Linked DNA regions of Mus musculus: all the other regions are linked to region 1. Evidence: chromatin contacts called from public Hi-C data. All regions are on one chromosome and are shown on one strand. Each heading gives the region's core, a stretch centred on a gene start, on an enhancer-like site or on the middle of the called end of the contact. The rest is flanking DNA. Distances are from core to core; before and after follow the strand shown.

Evidence for each region. Hi-C and Micro-C count contacts between places; a contact is called where the count stands out from the background.
Region 2: a Hi-C map of cerebellar granule neurons shows a contact between it and region 1, with 4 times the contacts expected there. The contact joins the enhancer-like site here to the promoter of Lrrtm3 in region 1. A contact is called at or near these places in 1 of 39 promoter capture datasets (hippocampal neurons), 4 of 484 Hi-C or Micro-C datasets (brain, cerebellar granule neurons and cerebellum) and 2 of 9 other capture datasets (adipose tissue and liver).
Region 3: a contact with region 1 is called in a Hi-C map of cerebral cortex, with 5 times the contacts expected there. The contact joins the enhancer-like site here to the promoter of Lrrtm3 in region 1. A contact is called at or near these places in 2 of 484 Hi-C or Micro-C datasets (cerebellum and cerebral cortex), 1 of 115 datasets of contacts at active chromatin or transcription factors (embryonic stem cells) and 2 of 9 other capture datasets (adipose tissue and liver).

What each region holds. Positions count from the first base shown.
Region 1 is chr10:64,087,481-64,092,138 of GRCm38.p6, forward strand. It overlaps Lrrtm3 (leucine rich repeat transmembrane neuronal 3), which reads right to left and starts at 2,775. Exons shown (of 3, transcript NM_178678.4): 1 at 2,230-2,775; 2 at 368-1,902. The coding sequence starts at 2,233. The region is part of intron 7 of Ctnna3 (catenin (cadherin associated protein), alpha 3); the gene reads left to right.
Region 2 is chr10:64,128,176-64,132,833 of GRCm38.p6, forward strand. All of the region lies in intron 7 of Ctnna3 (catenin (cadherin associated protein), alpha 3), which reads left to right. Among named protein-coding and RNA genes, the nearest start is that of Lrrtm3, 40 kb to the left of the region's middle. Within about 2 kb of position 2,791, at least 9 of the 459 cell types and tissues checked have an H3K27ac peak or open chromatin away from gene starts, as enhancers often do. A contact at or near this core is called in cerebellar granule neurons and cerebellum, where this site is marked.
Region 3 is chr10:64,038,262-64,042,919 of GRCm38.p6, forward strand. All of the region lies in intron 7 of Ctnna3 (catenin (cadherin associated protein), alpha 3), which reads left to right. The region is part of intron 2 of Lrrtm3 (leucine rich repeat transmembrane neuronal 3); the gene reads right to left. Among named protein-coding and RNA genes, the nearest start is that of Lrrtm3, 50 kb to the right of the region's middle. Within about 2 kb of position 2,055, at least 35 of the 459 cell types and tissues checked have an H3K27ac peak or open chromatin away from gene starts, as enhancers often do. A contact at or near this core is called in cerebellum and cerebral cortex, where this site is marked.

The sequences.
Region 1 (4,658 bases), core at 1,525-4,024:
TTTTTTTTTTTTTAAATCTGGAAACAAATGTTATGTTAATGAGATCCATAAAGAGTCTTAGACACTAGGCATGGTGTTAAACCGGAGTTCTAGCTCCGCATTGATTGTGGTATTTAAACTTCAATGGGTTGATTATTTATGAGAGGAAAAATGACCAGTATTATGAACACACTCCGAGGGACAGGGAAGGCCCTTGCCAGCATAGTGAGAGGGAGGGGGAGGGGAGGGCACCGTGTTCCCTTGACAGACAGCGGAGTTCAATAAAGCACCCCCTTATTTCCCAGCCGTTAAGAGCGCGCTGTGTTTTTCTTTTTTTTCTTCCTTCCTTCCTTTATTATTATTATTTTTTAATCGCAATGGTTCATACCTCACATTCCCTGGAGCCTGATTTGCTATAGGTGCAGGGTCCCGTTCCGTTCAGCAGCATCTCGCTGGTCTCCGTGTTGGTGGGTTTATAATCTACATAAAATTCCTGGGTGCCTGGAGTCATCTGCTTGAGCGATTGCCGTTTCTTCTTCCGGTGCCTTCGCATGAGGGAGCGCTGCTGCAGCTGCTTCATGCTCGCGGGGTACCGCTTCCAGGACACGTACATCACCAGGAGGATGACCAGCACCGACAGGAAAAGGGCCACGCTGCCCGCGATGATCTTATGGAAGGAGATGTGCTCCGTGTCCACATCTGTCTCTGGGCTGGGCTCGGTAGCTCCCACCGTGGGGGGCAGAGGAGGCTTGCTCTCGTGCTTCGGCCTGGGGAGCTTGGGCTTAAATGTGGGCTTGGGGAGGGCCCTGGCCAGGTCAAACCTCTCTGTGGTAGTGCTCTTCCCACAGATGCTGTAGTTCTTCACCGCATCGATCACGTTAACCCCCTGCAGCTCTTTGGGACTGGCGCAGATGATTGTATTCTCTCTCAGACCTTTAAAACTTCTCAGCCAGTTTACCAGGGAACAGATATTCCTGCTGCATTCCCATATATTCCCAGCCAGACTGATGTCATTGAGAGAGATCCAAGAATCCAGAATCTCTTGTCCAATAAATGTGAGCTTGTTGGAATCCAGGTTGAGGCGTTGCAGATTGGGAACACACTGGAAGACACTGGGTCCGCTGAAGGCTTCGATCTCATTACCAGACAGGTCGAGCCTCTGTAAGGAACTCCAGGTCCAGGACATGGTTTGCCCTATGACACTGATTTTATTCCACTGCATGTACAAGTTCTGAAGGCTCACCAGCCTTGGGAACAGGGCCAGGTTGAGCTTGGAAAATTGATTGTGCTCCAGGTGAAGCTCTTTGAGTCTGATCATGCCAGCAAAGACATTCCTGGCTAAACTTCGGATCCGGTTGTATCCCAGGTCCAGAAGTTCCAGGTTGCGACAGTCTTGGAAGATCCGCACCGGGATGGTTCTCAGTGAGTTGGAGCGGAGGTGTAAACTAAGCAGCTTCCTCAAGCCCCGGAACTGTTCCGATCCCAGAGAATGGAGCTGATTGTAGGACAGATCCAAGTTCCGTAAATTGGTCACAGGTCTGAAGGTGTTGTTAAGGAAATAGGAGATTCTGTTGGAACTCAGAATCAACTCTTTGAGTCTGCGTATCCCATTGAAAGCATTCTCGTCGATATTGCTGATGTGGTTGTGGTCAAGGTAGAGCCAGGTGAGCTGATTGAGCCCTTTAAATTGATTATACTTAAGTTTTTGGAGGCTGTTGTAGCGAAGGGATAAACCCAAGCAACCGGCAGATATACTCGAGGGTATCTCCTGCAGTTTCTGAGACTCACAGTATACCATTTTGCCTTCACACCTACAACCCTTAGGGCATCCTCGTTCAGCAGAAGAAAGCATTGTCAGTAAGACAGTGGGTGCTAGAACCACCGCTACAGCTGATCCTCGCAGTAGCCTAATTACATTGAAACCTGGAAATAAAAACAACTTAGAAAAGTTATCCCCCCAAAACGAATGCATTTTTTTTAACCAAGCAAAACTAGCTGTTCATTTCCACATTCAGAAATGTAAACATTTAGATACCATTTAGCATCAAACATCATCTTTGTAATAGAAGGATATTGCATATTTCTATCAGTTAAACAAGGAAATGTAGCCACTGATAATTGAATTTATAGTCTTAGACCAGAGAAAGATAATCTTTAAAACAATTAAAGCAGAATTATTACATAGACTTAGAGGATTTTTTTTCAATTTTTTTTTCTTAAGAAGGAAAGAAGAAAAATATCAAAACATACCCATCCTTTGTATTGTTCAAAGGTCGTCCTTAGGTCTTTTGCTTTGGCTTAGGGGCCGCCTGCATGACAGCCCCTGTCAGCTGCAGTGGAGTGAGTCAGGGCTCGCTGACACCCAGGAAGAAAAATTGGACCCCTTGGGAGATGGACCGATTTTGGAACATTATTCTTTACCAGCCATGCAGAACACTCCAAGAACAAATAAATCCCAACACCGCATTCGCAGCAAAACATCCGAGTCTTCCTAGGTAATAGGATCTTCATGGATATTACGTTTTTGCATCTTTACAGTGTGTGTGTGTGTGTGTGTGTGTGTGTGTGTGTTAAAAAAAAAAGAAAAAAACTGGCTCCTACAATTTCTTCTCAAAACCCATAATGTATTCCTCTAGGCAACGTGGGGCTACCTGTGCTGCCACATCTGTATTCCATAGTCCGGCGAACCCGTGGTGGTGAGCACCCAGTTCAGCCTCGGAGCTGCGTTGGAGCCCAGAAGGCAGGAGAGCCGGGTTCCGCGCACACTCTCAGCTCACTCCCGCAGACTGTCATTCTGTAAGCCGCTCGGACTGTTGCTTCGGTTTCAGTGAATGCAGTCTTATGTAAAGCTGCCCCCAGTGGTGGGGAACACTATGGGCATGTGCAGAGCTGGCTCTCTTTTATCTTGCAAATGAGCAGGCTCTGCTGGAAAATGAATGGTTCTTTTGGGTGGCTCAATAGGAAGTGAATGGTCAACGTAATCAATAACTAGCAACATTTTCCGTGATACCCAAGTCTTGTTTTACAATTTGGCAACGCCTGTAACTGTCTGCGTCTGCTTAATCGACAAACATGTGCTTCCCAGAGTTGTGGGGTTTTTTTCTTTTTTTCTTTTTTTTTCTCGAGCTTGACGTTAAGTTCACAGATCGAATGTCAAATTTTCTTAACCTCAGTGTAGGCTTTGAGCTGAAATTTATAAAATGAATTATTGAGCTCTTCACAAAACTGCGTTCAGAGCGTGCCTGTTTGACCTCTCGGAGTCACCGTGATTATATTATGCAAGGTGTCTCAGAATGCTAGACTACATCGGCTTTGCAATGGACAGAATGACTGATGACACACAAATTAATAGGGCTAATGGCTTTTCTGTTTTTCCCACAAAAGATATAATTGGTTTAATGTTTATGACTGCGTTATGGCTTGTTTTGGTTGCTCTGGGCTTTTTTTTTTTTTTTTTTTTTTTTTATCAGAAGAGAAATGAACCATTTTTAGTGCTAGTATTAGGACCCCAAGATCATTTGGTTCATGGCTTATTGATGTTGCTCCTATTTATCACATTAATAATATTTATTGGGTGCTTTCTAAGTCCTTTAAATGAAGGCTCCATCCTGTTTTTTCGTTCAAGTCACCAGCCTGCAGGTCCCACTGCCATCTACATTTCCAAGGTGAAGGACCTGAGACTTAAATGGGGTCACCTGCTCCAGGCTCCAGGATATGGCCACGAGGAGCAAGAGCTTCTAGGCAGAACAAGTATGTCTTTCAATGCTTCACCAGGCACCAGTTCCTTTTAAGGGGCATCTCTGTGCTCAGTGAATCTGGTGACCATTGGGATAGACCAGGGTAGGGAAGCTGTACAGAGCTCTAGAGACTCTAGGTCTATGCAGGCTCATCCTTGCTAAATTGAGCCCCTGCATCACCTTGTACGGCTTACTCATCTCTCTGTGCTTCCATGTTCTCACCTGCAAAATTGGACATGATAGAGAAATTACATCATAGGCATATGCTGAGGATTAAGTGACATCTTTGTCTGTGGTTGTGGTACTGGGATTGAACACAGGACCCTGGGCTCAGCCCTGTGTCATTTTGCTATCCCAACGTGCTTAGCTTCTGTGGGTATCACAGACATGGAGCAAGTATCATCTCTGCTACCGGTACAGAGGTTGCTTTTTAATATTGAATGCTGCCCGTATTAACTGTTCACAAAGAACTAATTCAGCGAGCAGTTTTTATGTTATGACCAGTGGGGAGATTCTCATGCCTTTATCATCTCCACTTTCTATTTAAAATTAACGTTTTAGTTCTGTGGACTATGTCTAGTAACTGACGCTCGACGTTTCTTTATCCCAAAGCACAGCATGACACGTGGCCTTACGGGGTTTGCCATTTTCTGTAAATAATTATTATTCTTTAAAGTATTTGTCTTGTTTATATTAGGTATATTGGCAGCATCTCAATGAGATATTATCCAGGGGCAAGCAGTTTGGTAAATGCTAATCATGAGAATCGAAGGGGTCATAGGCATAGGCCTTGGATATTATGTTATTGATAGTGTAGTGATTATCTTGAACTTACACACATTGTTGCTGTATCTAAAGCTTATTAAAAAACATTTCCTCTTCTATTCCCCAAGATTCTATTTTAAGGGGATGGAAGGTGTTGTTTTTTTTTCTTTTTCTTTT
Region 2 (4,658 bases), core at 1,541-4,040, 41 kb after region 1:
AGTTGAAGCTTTCCCTACACCATGATGGCTAAGAAGGTGAGGGTAGTATTGGTGAAGGTGTACTCCTGGCCACCAAAGCTACATGAAAGCTGCAAGGACCAGCACCACACAAGGGTACAGCAAGGCCCAACCTCAGCTGGTAATGTTGCAGGATGAATCTGAGTGCTTGTAAAGTATAGCTCTCAGCCTGGTGCCCAGAGGAATCTATTTCTCCACCCATAGGGACCATCTTGTTAGACATCTGTGCTTGAAATGGAGGAATATGGCGGCAGTGGTCCACTGGATGTCAAAGCTGATGTCGAGCTGCATTCTATTCCGTCATAGTCAGAGACTTTTTCAGTCTGAGACACTGGTTCCCACTTGTGGCCTAACAGCGATGCCATACACAACTCGAACCTGTCTCTCTGGCCTCTGGGATTCTTTTTCACCTTGGGACAGGTTTAGAAGCTCTTGGAGGTCAGGCCTGGATGGAAAGGCCTTTCCTTTCTGTTTGGAACTGGATGCCACCTTTATGGACATGGAACTGATCTACAAGGCAACGTCTCATGTTGCTTTTTGAGTCCTTTGTGGAATCTTGACTCATCTCATTGTCCCCATTTGAGAGAGGAGTGATGGGATTCTCTCAGCTGCTTGGCTACCATGGCCTCATAGGCTCGGACTGTGGGTATTGGGCAGTGAGCAGGGGCTCTGTATGGCTCTGACTCCACTCAGATAGTCTTTTTATTAGATCTCATACCTATTTAAGCTTAGGCTTAAGTTGAGACACTGCTCTTCATGATTTGTGGGGTTAAAAGAGCGACTGTACTTCCTGCTTTCTCTACCATGCTTTTTCTTGTTACTGACAAAGCTCAGGCACCAGAAGAACAAAGTGTCTTGTACATACATGACAGTGCTTTAACAAAACCCATGACTTTGTGTGATTCCTCTGAAGACCCATAAGAGTAGGAGGTAAATTTGTTGGGAGAAAGAGGGATTAGTGGATAGAAAGGAAGTAAGAGAAGGTAGAGCAGTTAATGTCACCAGAATGTATCACCTATGTACGAATGGTCAAAGAATGCTCTTAACTGCTAAGCCATCTCTCCAACCATAAGGAAAGAGACTAAATGGGATTGTCTACATCAAAGCTGCATGTCTGAATGCCTGTGGAGGATTGTCTTCATTGGCAATTAAAAGGAAGGCTCAGGAAGACTAAGCCCACGAAGGGACATGCTATTCCCTAGGCTAGGTTCTGAACTATATGAAAGTGAAAGTAGTAAGCAAGGAAGGGCATGCTCTTTTCTCTGTTTGCTCTTGACTTCAGATGTCATGTGACCAGGTGCTTGAACTCCTATCTGAACTTCCCTGGAACAGTGGACTAATGGTGGGCCTGTCAGCCAAATTACCCTTTCCTTCCATGTGTTGGGTAATTTTATCACAGCAATAGCAAGGAAACTAAGATACTTTGTAAATCATTTTACCCCATTTATCAATTTAGGGATAGGTTCTTATTTTAGTATCACAGAGGACAAAGAAGAGAAGCAATAATTCTTACAAACTGGAATCTGACTCTTTTGTTTAATTTAGTGGCTAGCAATTCTGAAACCTGTCTCCATGTTAGATTTACCAGGAATGGTTAAGATAAATTACTGATTTCAGATGGCATTCTGATTCTGATGGAATTGGTCAAGTAGGCTGAATATTGCCTACATGTTTGGGAACTTAAGGAGCCTCCAGGTACTCTTGTTAAAACCCACTGATTAGCCTAGCAATTTTACCTCCTACTGTAGTCACTAGATCAAGTGGACTGAGTTAAAATTGTTCTAAAGCTCATTATGTCAGTTTTGTCTTTGCATGCTTTTGGACCCATTGCTTTTATTTTTCCTCATAATCAATGGTTTCATTTTTCTCAACATGCCTTTGATGCTTTCATCTTGAATCTAGTTTTTAAATTCTGCCAAATCTTTTATTTACTAATTCTTTAAAAAGATGATTTTAATGGAAATTAAATTGCATCCCTTTTCACTTTCCCTTTTCTTCCATTAGCCACTCCCAGATACACTCCCCAGAACTCTTCCCCTGTCCCCTCTACATTCAACAAACATACATATGGATGTAGGTCACAATAATAATCACTGAGCCTACAAGTTTTAACCCCAAACTCAAGCTTTCTCCTGTGTTAAGGGGGTCATGTGGCCTATGTCTTAAAGCAGCAAGGGAGGGACAAGCAAGGATTAAAACTAATGCCTCATGTCCAGGTAGACAATTCCTCCTGAAGATCAGATGACACCACATTGTTTCGGTGGAAGAACGTTGACATCCTGCATGCTCTGTGCGAACCACCCCATGCCTCGTGCCATTGGCACTCTGGACCACATATTGGCAGTGATGCACTTAGCAGATGGGGCCGAGTGCAGGCAGTGAAGTGTGCAAGCGCTCTCTCTCGCTCGCTCTTTGAATTGATTAATGGTTTTGATGGCAGAAATTCAAGGCCAGAGCGTTGGGATGACTGTCTTTGTGTTGTACGCAGTGTCTGCAATTAAAGCTCTAGGGCTACTCCTTTTTTTCTCTCTGACTCAAGCTTAATTAATTTTAAATTAAAACAAATAGTTTCCATGACCACATGAGGTACATTTGGGGGTTTGGCTCATCAGGATTAGCATGATGAAGTCTCCACCCCTTCATTATCCTCCACAAAAGACCCCCACGAAGAAGATGGAAAATGCCATCCAAAGTGGCATGTTGCTACTAAATATTTTGATATATGCATGACATTTTCATATCCGTGTCCTATGTAGAGAAACTGTAGGTGTCCTTGTGGAGGGTGCCAGTGGCCTAATGTAGCATAGAGTCCCTGTGGGTATTTGGCGATGCTCTACAGCCCAAGGAAGCTTCTCGCCAGGGCTTCAAGAGTTATTTTAGGCTAGTTCCTAGTCTAAAATAAAGATACCTTCTGAAATGTGGTTTGCAGATGAAACTTGATAATCACGTCTTGCCTGGTTATCCTTGTCTAAATCTGCTTTGTTGGTTAAGGCTGAGTTCTGAAGCAAAGAAGATCAGGAGTTCACTTTCCATGTGTGTGACTTGGCTTATTCTCCTATATTGTCACAGATTTCTCTTTTGATCTTCCTGGGGATCTTATAGGTAGGCACCTTTACTTTGCAAAAGAGAATTGATAATCACTATCCTCACCCTTCCTAGGAGAATGAGGCCAGCATGTTACATGAAAGGCAGCCAAAATCTGAGATTATTTTAACATGCTTCTGGGTCCAGAGGCTCTCTGGGGGAGTGAGTATTTGTGTGTGTGTGTGTGTATCTTTGTATTGGAGTGTATGTGAATATATATGTATGTATATGCATGCATATCTGTCAGTGCCTGTGTGTGTGTAATATATATATATATATATATATATAAAATATGTGTCAGTCTCTCTTTGTGTGTATTGTGTGTATGTGTCAGTGTCTATGTGTTGGGGTATATGTGTGTATGTATTTATACATGTGTATATGTCAGTGTATATGCAATATATATTGCATGTATATGTGTCATTCTCTCTCTCTGTCTCTCTCTCTCTATCTCTCTCTCTCTCTCTTTGTGTTACATGAGTTCTTACTTGTCAATTAGAGCCGGAGGCTGAGTTTGTGCAGAGTTGGTCAGTTGGATAAGAATAAACAAGCACACAAGTTACTTTGCTTCATCATGACATAGAGCACAGTCCTGTCAGCTTTTGCCTACAGAAACTATGTATAGTCTCTGCATGCTCAACATGTTGCCACCTATATTCTCAATTTACCTGACTTCTCTGTGCTGGAGGACCATGTAAAAAATGACATCAGAAAAGATTCTGATCCATGTGTTTGAGTAGTACTGGAACCAAGCTTCTGTAAGCTTCTTCTTGGGTTGTCCCTGCAGTGATTATGTTCTTATAGAGAGCCTAGAAGCAGAAGCATCTGTAAACACGGAAGTTGGGAATTATAGTGAATGAGAAAATGTCTTCCAGGAGGTAGCATAGAATAACCCTTGAAAGTATCTATGGGGCTGATGTAGGATGAAGAGAAACTAGCAGAATTGAAGTCTGCTTAAGTAGCAAGACCTTCTCTAGCCAGCCTGCTGATACTTGAGAAGTCTCTTAGAGCCTTACCCCACTCTGCCTACTTTTTCAGAAAGTATTTTATATGTATGAATACCTACAGAAAGTGTGCTGCACTTCTTAGAAATAGAGCTACAGGCTTTTGTGAGCCACCATGTGGGTGCTAGGAACCAAATCTGGGCCCTCTGTAAGAGCAGAAAATGTTCTTAATAACTGAGCTACCACTGCAATCTAGAAGAGTGGCTCTCAATCTGTGCATCAAAGTTCCTTTGGGGGTCATAGATCAGGTATGCATAGCAGATATTTACATTACAATTCAGAACAGTAGCAAAATTGCAGTTATGATGTAGGAACAAAAATAATTTTATGGTTGGGGGGTCACCACTCCATGAGGAACTGTATTAAAGGGTTGCAGCCTTAGGAAGGTTGAGAACCACTGCTGTAAAATCCCTACCTCCTGTCTGTTATCCTGGAGTTAGAAGACAGAGCTTTCTTCGGGACAATACGTCCGTGTAGAGATCTTACTAAATTCTGATTTCTCCTTTTAGGAAGACCGCTGTTATTGTGCATGCTGCTGTGCTTAAGACAAAT
Region 3 (4,658 bases), core at 805-3,304, 50 kb before region 1:
AGAAGCAGAGGATGTAATGCATTCAGAGATGCTGCATGGATCCTAGCTCGCAAGAAACACCCAGGTGTTCACTATTAATTTCATCTTTATTATTGTACAGCTGTGCGTGATAAATGTCTTTTTTTTTCCCTCAGGAAGTCAACATTCACAGTAAAATTTTAGCAGGGCGAGTTTACTGTCAGACTTTTCATTGTTTTACCAGAAACACTTAAAGAGTAAATATTAGCTTATTAGCAAGCAAAGGGGTATGAAGTAGAAATCAGTAAGGTATACATTAAATCATGCTACGCTTTGCTTCTGTTTATATCTTAAGCAGCTGTGTGTTCAAGAGTAGTGAGATAACTCTTTTACTTCTTTAGGCAATTCAGATCTATTGGAGTTATTTTCCCTGGGTTTCACCATGGTGTCCCTAAGGCTGTTTGTTTGTTGACTATGACTGGAGTTGCTTCTCCTTCACAGCCTTTGCTGCTGGCACACACTTTGGGGCTTCAAGTACCAGGATCTCTTTTATCTGCTTCCTTCACCTCACTCTATTTCCTGATGGATCATTCAAAGATCATTTAACCCTGTTTCTCATATCCGTTTATAGGAAAACATTGCAGCCTCTGAGGAGTTCTTGTTCCTGGATGTGTGTATCCTGGGCTGCCTGTCGGATGGACTGGTCCAGAATGAGCAGGGGCACCAGGGGAGGTGGAATGTGCAAAGAGCACCTCTGTTCCCATTATACATTTTGTCCTTAGGGAACTGAAATCAAGTTTCTCTAGAGGGCATAGGTTCTGCTTCCAAATTACTTCTTGAGAGGACCAAGAGAGACAGAAAACATTCATTTAGCATTCTCAGGCATGTGCAGGGAATGTGTGCCTATCAATAAAGGAAAGCTAATTAAAACCCAGTCCAAGAGTCAATCCAGAGGGTGTTTGAAGGAAGGGAAGTGACACACTTTCTTGATGTGCCCAAGACAGTTATGGGATAAGCTACGGAACACAAAGGTAAAAATTGCTCATATTTAGTGGTGTCTAGTGAAGGGTCCTGTATTTTTGATGGGAAAACTCAATCTCAATCAATCAATCAATCAATCAAACAACAACACAACCACAAGCAAACAAATAGAGAGATTCTATAGGTACAGTCGTAGTATTTTTCTAGAGTTTTCAGAGACAAGAAGTTAATCACTTCCATCTACTTATCCTGATATGGAGTCATCTGTCCCATCGCTTAAACCCGGTAAGTCAGCCAATACAGGGGTCCATTATTGTTTCCATACATTATGCTGCTATGGACATTTCTAATTTAAAATGTAATCTGCACTTCATCACTACTCTCTATTAAGCCCTCACGCCTATTTCCCCCTTTGCGGTCTCCCCTGAAAAGCAGAAGCTCAGAATTACTTGCTGTAGGTCATGCTCACCGACCCATGCGCTCCACTACTTGCGATGCTTTGCTGTTGTTTCTGCTTTGGGCCAGAGCCTGGTTTGCAGAACAGAGCCCTTAGCATTTTCTTGCTTATTGGGACTGTCTGAAATGAATGTTAACTGCAGCTCAGAAGAGAGCTATAGCACACTCATCACGAACCACCCTCACATATGCAGCTCTGCCACGCACCCTGTCTCCCTCCCCTCTTCCTCTGCTTCCATCTGGAAGGGCCTGTACAAAACCCACTGGAGCCTAAACACAGCTACATTAGCCGGGGACGCCTCTGGTTCAGTCACCAGGAAGAGATCTCATTGGCATGATGTGCCAGGGTACCCCGCCAGGTCCAGACTCTTGTCTAGTACAGAGATGAGGATCTCAGAAGGTGCTTGGATTGGAAAGGAGTCTGAGGCGGCCAGAGTATCTATCTTACTGCAGAGTGTGCTGATCCCATAGACACTGCAGCGTCTTGAAAAATAATAAAAAAATATTTTGCTCATTAACTTTTTAAGTCATGCTGGCCTGGCGAAATCAATATAACATGTTGTAATTGATTCATGGAATGAAAAAGCCGGGCCTGACTGGTGAACTCTGCAGTTGGCTGCTCCAGGCACCAGGTCCTTGTTCTCATTAGCGCACTTCCTTTAGCACTGCCTGAGCCAAGGGCGCAGTCGGAGCTGGAAGGCTCCAGTCCTCTGCAGACAGGCTGTTTGAGACGTAGCTTGCATCGTCTCCCTGGGGTCTTATGCTTTCCCTCTGTCTCTGTTCCCATTCAGGTCAGCTGAAGGACTTCAGCCTCTTCCTCATGGTCCCTGACGACCTCAGAACAGCTTCCCGGGGCCGCAAGCCTCCATTTACACCAATCACTTGACATTTTAATCTATGTGCTCCCTCCTCCTTCTCTCACCTTTTCCTTCTTCCCTCAGCCTGTCTTATTCCATCTGTCCCATCTTCTCATCGATCTCTCTCATTCTGCTTTTTTTCCCCTATAACCTCACAAGGTGAACCTTTATTTTCCTATTTTGTCCTTTTAAAATTCAGAGCCTAACTCTTTCATCCCCAAGACAATATTTTATGTTTCTTTGCCAACCCCTGCTAAATTATGTTCGTGCATTACCCTTAAAAACGGAGGTGACTCGTATATAAACTGAGCTGGGCTCTGTGACTTTGCATCCAGCTATTTTCTCAGGGATCATGGAAGAGAAGTGTATCCCCAGAACATTGAAGGGTTTATTCTTTCTCGATGGGTTCCTGTCTATTTAAAGCACTGTGCATGCAGCCCCCTTGGCCCCTCACTTAAGATAGAAGGAGCTGTTCTCAAACTGTCAAAAGTGACCAAGAGCAATCACAGCATCTAGGAACACATTGCCGAGACCAATAGACAACTTTACTCATATTCACGTGGATTTCATCTTCTTTTTGTTCTTTTGATGGTAGCCACTTCAGGAGCAAGAAAGTGGTAAGAATTACAGAACACTGCATCCGGGAGTGATCAATAGTGTTCTTACTGCCTAGGTGGCTGGAGGCTCTTGGAATTTCTCCACACGGGGCCCTGTTTATTGCAGCTCATGCCGCACACACACGGTACAGCAGTTTTTTACTGAGCTGAATGTTTTTCATCTATCTTAAATCTTGCATAATATTGCACCAGCACTGGACATTACTGTCACTTTAGGATGTGCAACATTGTACCAAAAATTAACCACCGATGCCATATTAAAACAGCTGCAGGGTTCAATTTAGCTACAGCCGGAAGAAAATGTTATGCTATGGAAGTTGGCCAGAATTGCGGCATAGCTATGCTATAAATGAGGAGAAGAAAGGAATTGAGGTCAAGCTGCCAAAAAAAGATAGAAATGGGAGCCAGGGAGCGTAATTCATACGGTCAATGGCAATTCAAAAGGACTCAGATCCATGAAGTATGTGCCTGGGTGAGCAGATGCAGGGTTGTAGCAGGGGGGAATCTCATCAGATTGGAAATTAGAGATACAAATGAAGGTAGAAAGAAAACACCTACCTATAGATGTGATTCACCATAGTGATTCATCTTTGGGACTCACTATATCGACTGCGGAACGTATCGCTAGAAAAACTAGGGATGCTTGAAATCAATTTTGAGAAGTACATTCCAATGTTCAAGGAGCGGCTGCAAAGCAAGGCTGTTAAAAATGCAAGGCTGTCTGGAACCCCCCTGGAGCCCAAGCTGCCCTCTGAGAATGGGCCGCCATGAGATACAACAGTTGTCATTTGAAGGTAAACTGTTGGAGAGTTCTGTTGGTACACCTTTGTAGTGAACACCAACGTGGCAACATTTCCCTTTCCACGGAATCGTGGGCTTCTGAGGTTCTCATTAACGGTGGTGGGACCATCTGTCTCTTTGCTATTTATTTGGCTCATTCAGTCACAGGTGGGTAGGATGGCCCCGATAGGCTTTATTCTCATTCAATTCCGACGCCAGCTCTGGGAAACAGCAAGGGTCCATGACAGCTGTCACAACGCTGGGGTTCCCTTTCCTCCATGGGAGCCAGGAAGAGGTTTCTCCATGTGACTTGCTACTAACAGAGTGGGCAGACAGAAATCATTTCCTCACCCCCGAGGTTGGCGGCATGCAACTGTTGTTCTGGTTGTCTTACCCACTTGTTAGAAACAGACAGGAACTATAGTGGCCATGAAATTAGCTATTGTCTTCCTTGCTAGAGGGGACAGGAAGACTGTTGACCATAATAGCTCAGCCAATCCTGACCTTCACCTGTAATTTATGTCGGCCTTCCTGGTTCAGATGTGAAATGCTTACTCATGCAACAACTCACAAGGACACACATTCTGATCTCTTAAGCCTTTCCAAACCTCCGGTGGAAACAAATTCTACTACCGAGGTGTAACTTCATGCTCTCTTTTCATGGTTCGATCAGTAAATATGTTTTTAAAAATTTCAGTGTTCAATTGTAAAAGTGCTATTTAAGAAATATGTGTCTAATCGGATGCTTACTTAACACGGGATTTTTGTTAGGTGTGATACTCTACCCCTCTGCACCTTACTTGAGTTAGGGTTTCTCATTGAACCTGAGTCTAGGCTAGTAACCAACAAGCCTTAGGGATCTTCTGTCTCTGGTCCCACATCCCCATTCCATAGCTCTGGAGTTTCAGAGTCCAGTGCAGCTATGCCTTTTTGTTGTTTTTGTTGTTGTTGTTGGGAAATGGGACCCAAACCCATAACCTTTTGCTTGCGTGATAAACACTCTTACCCA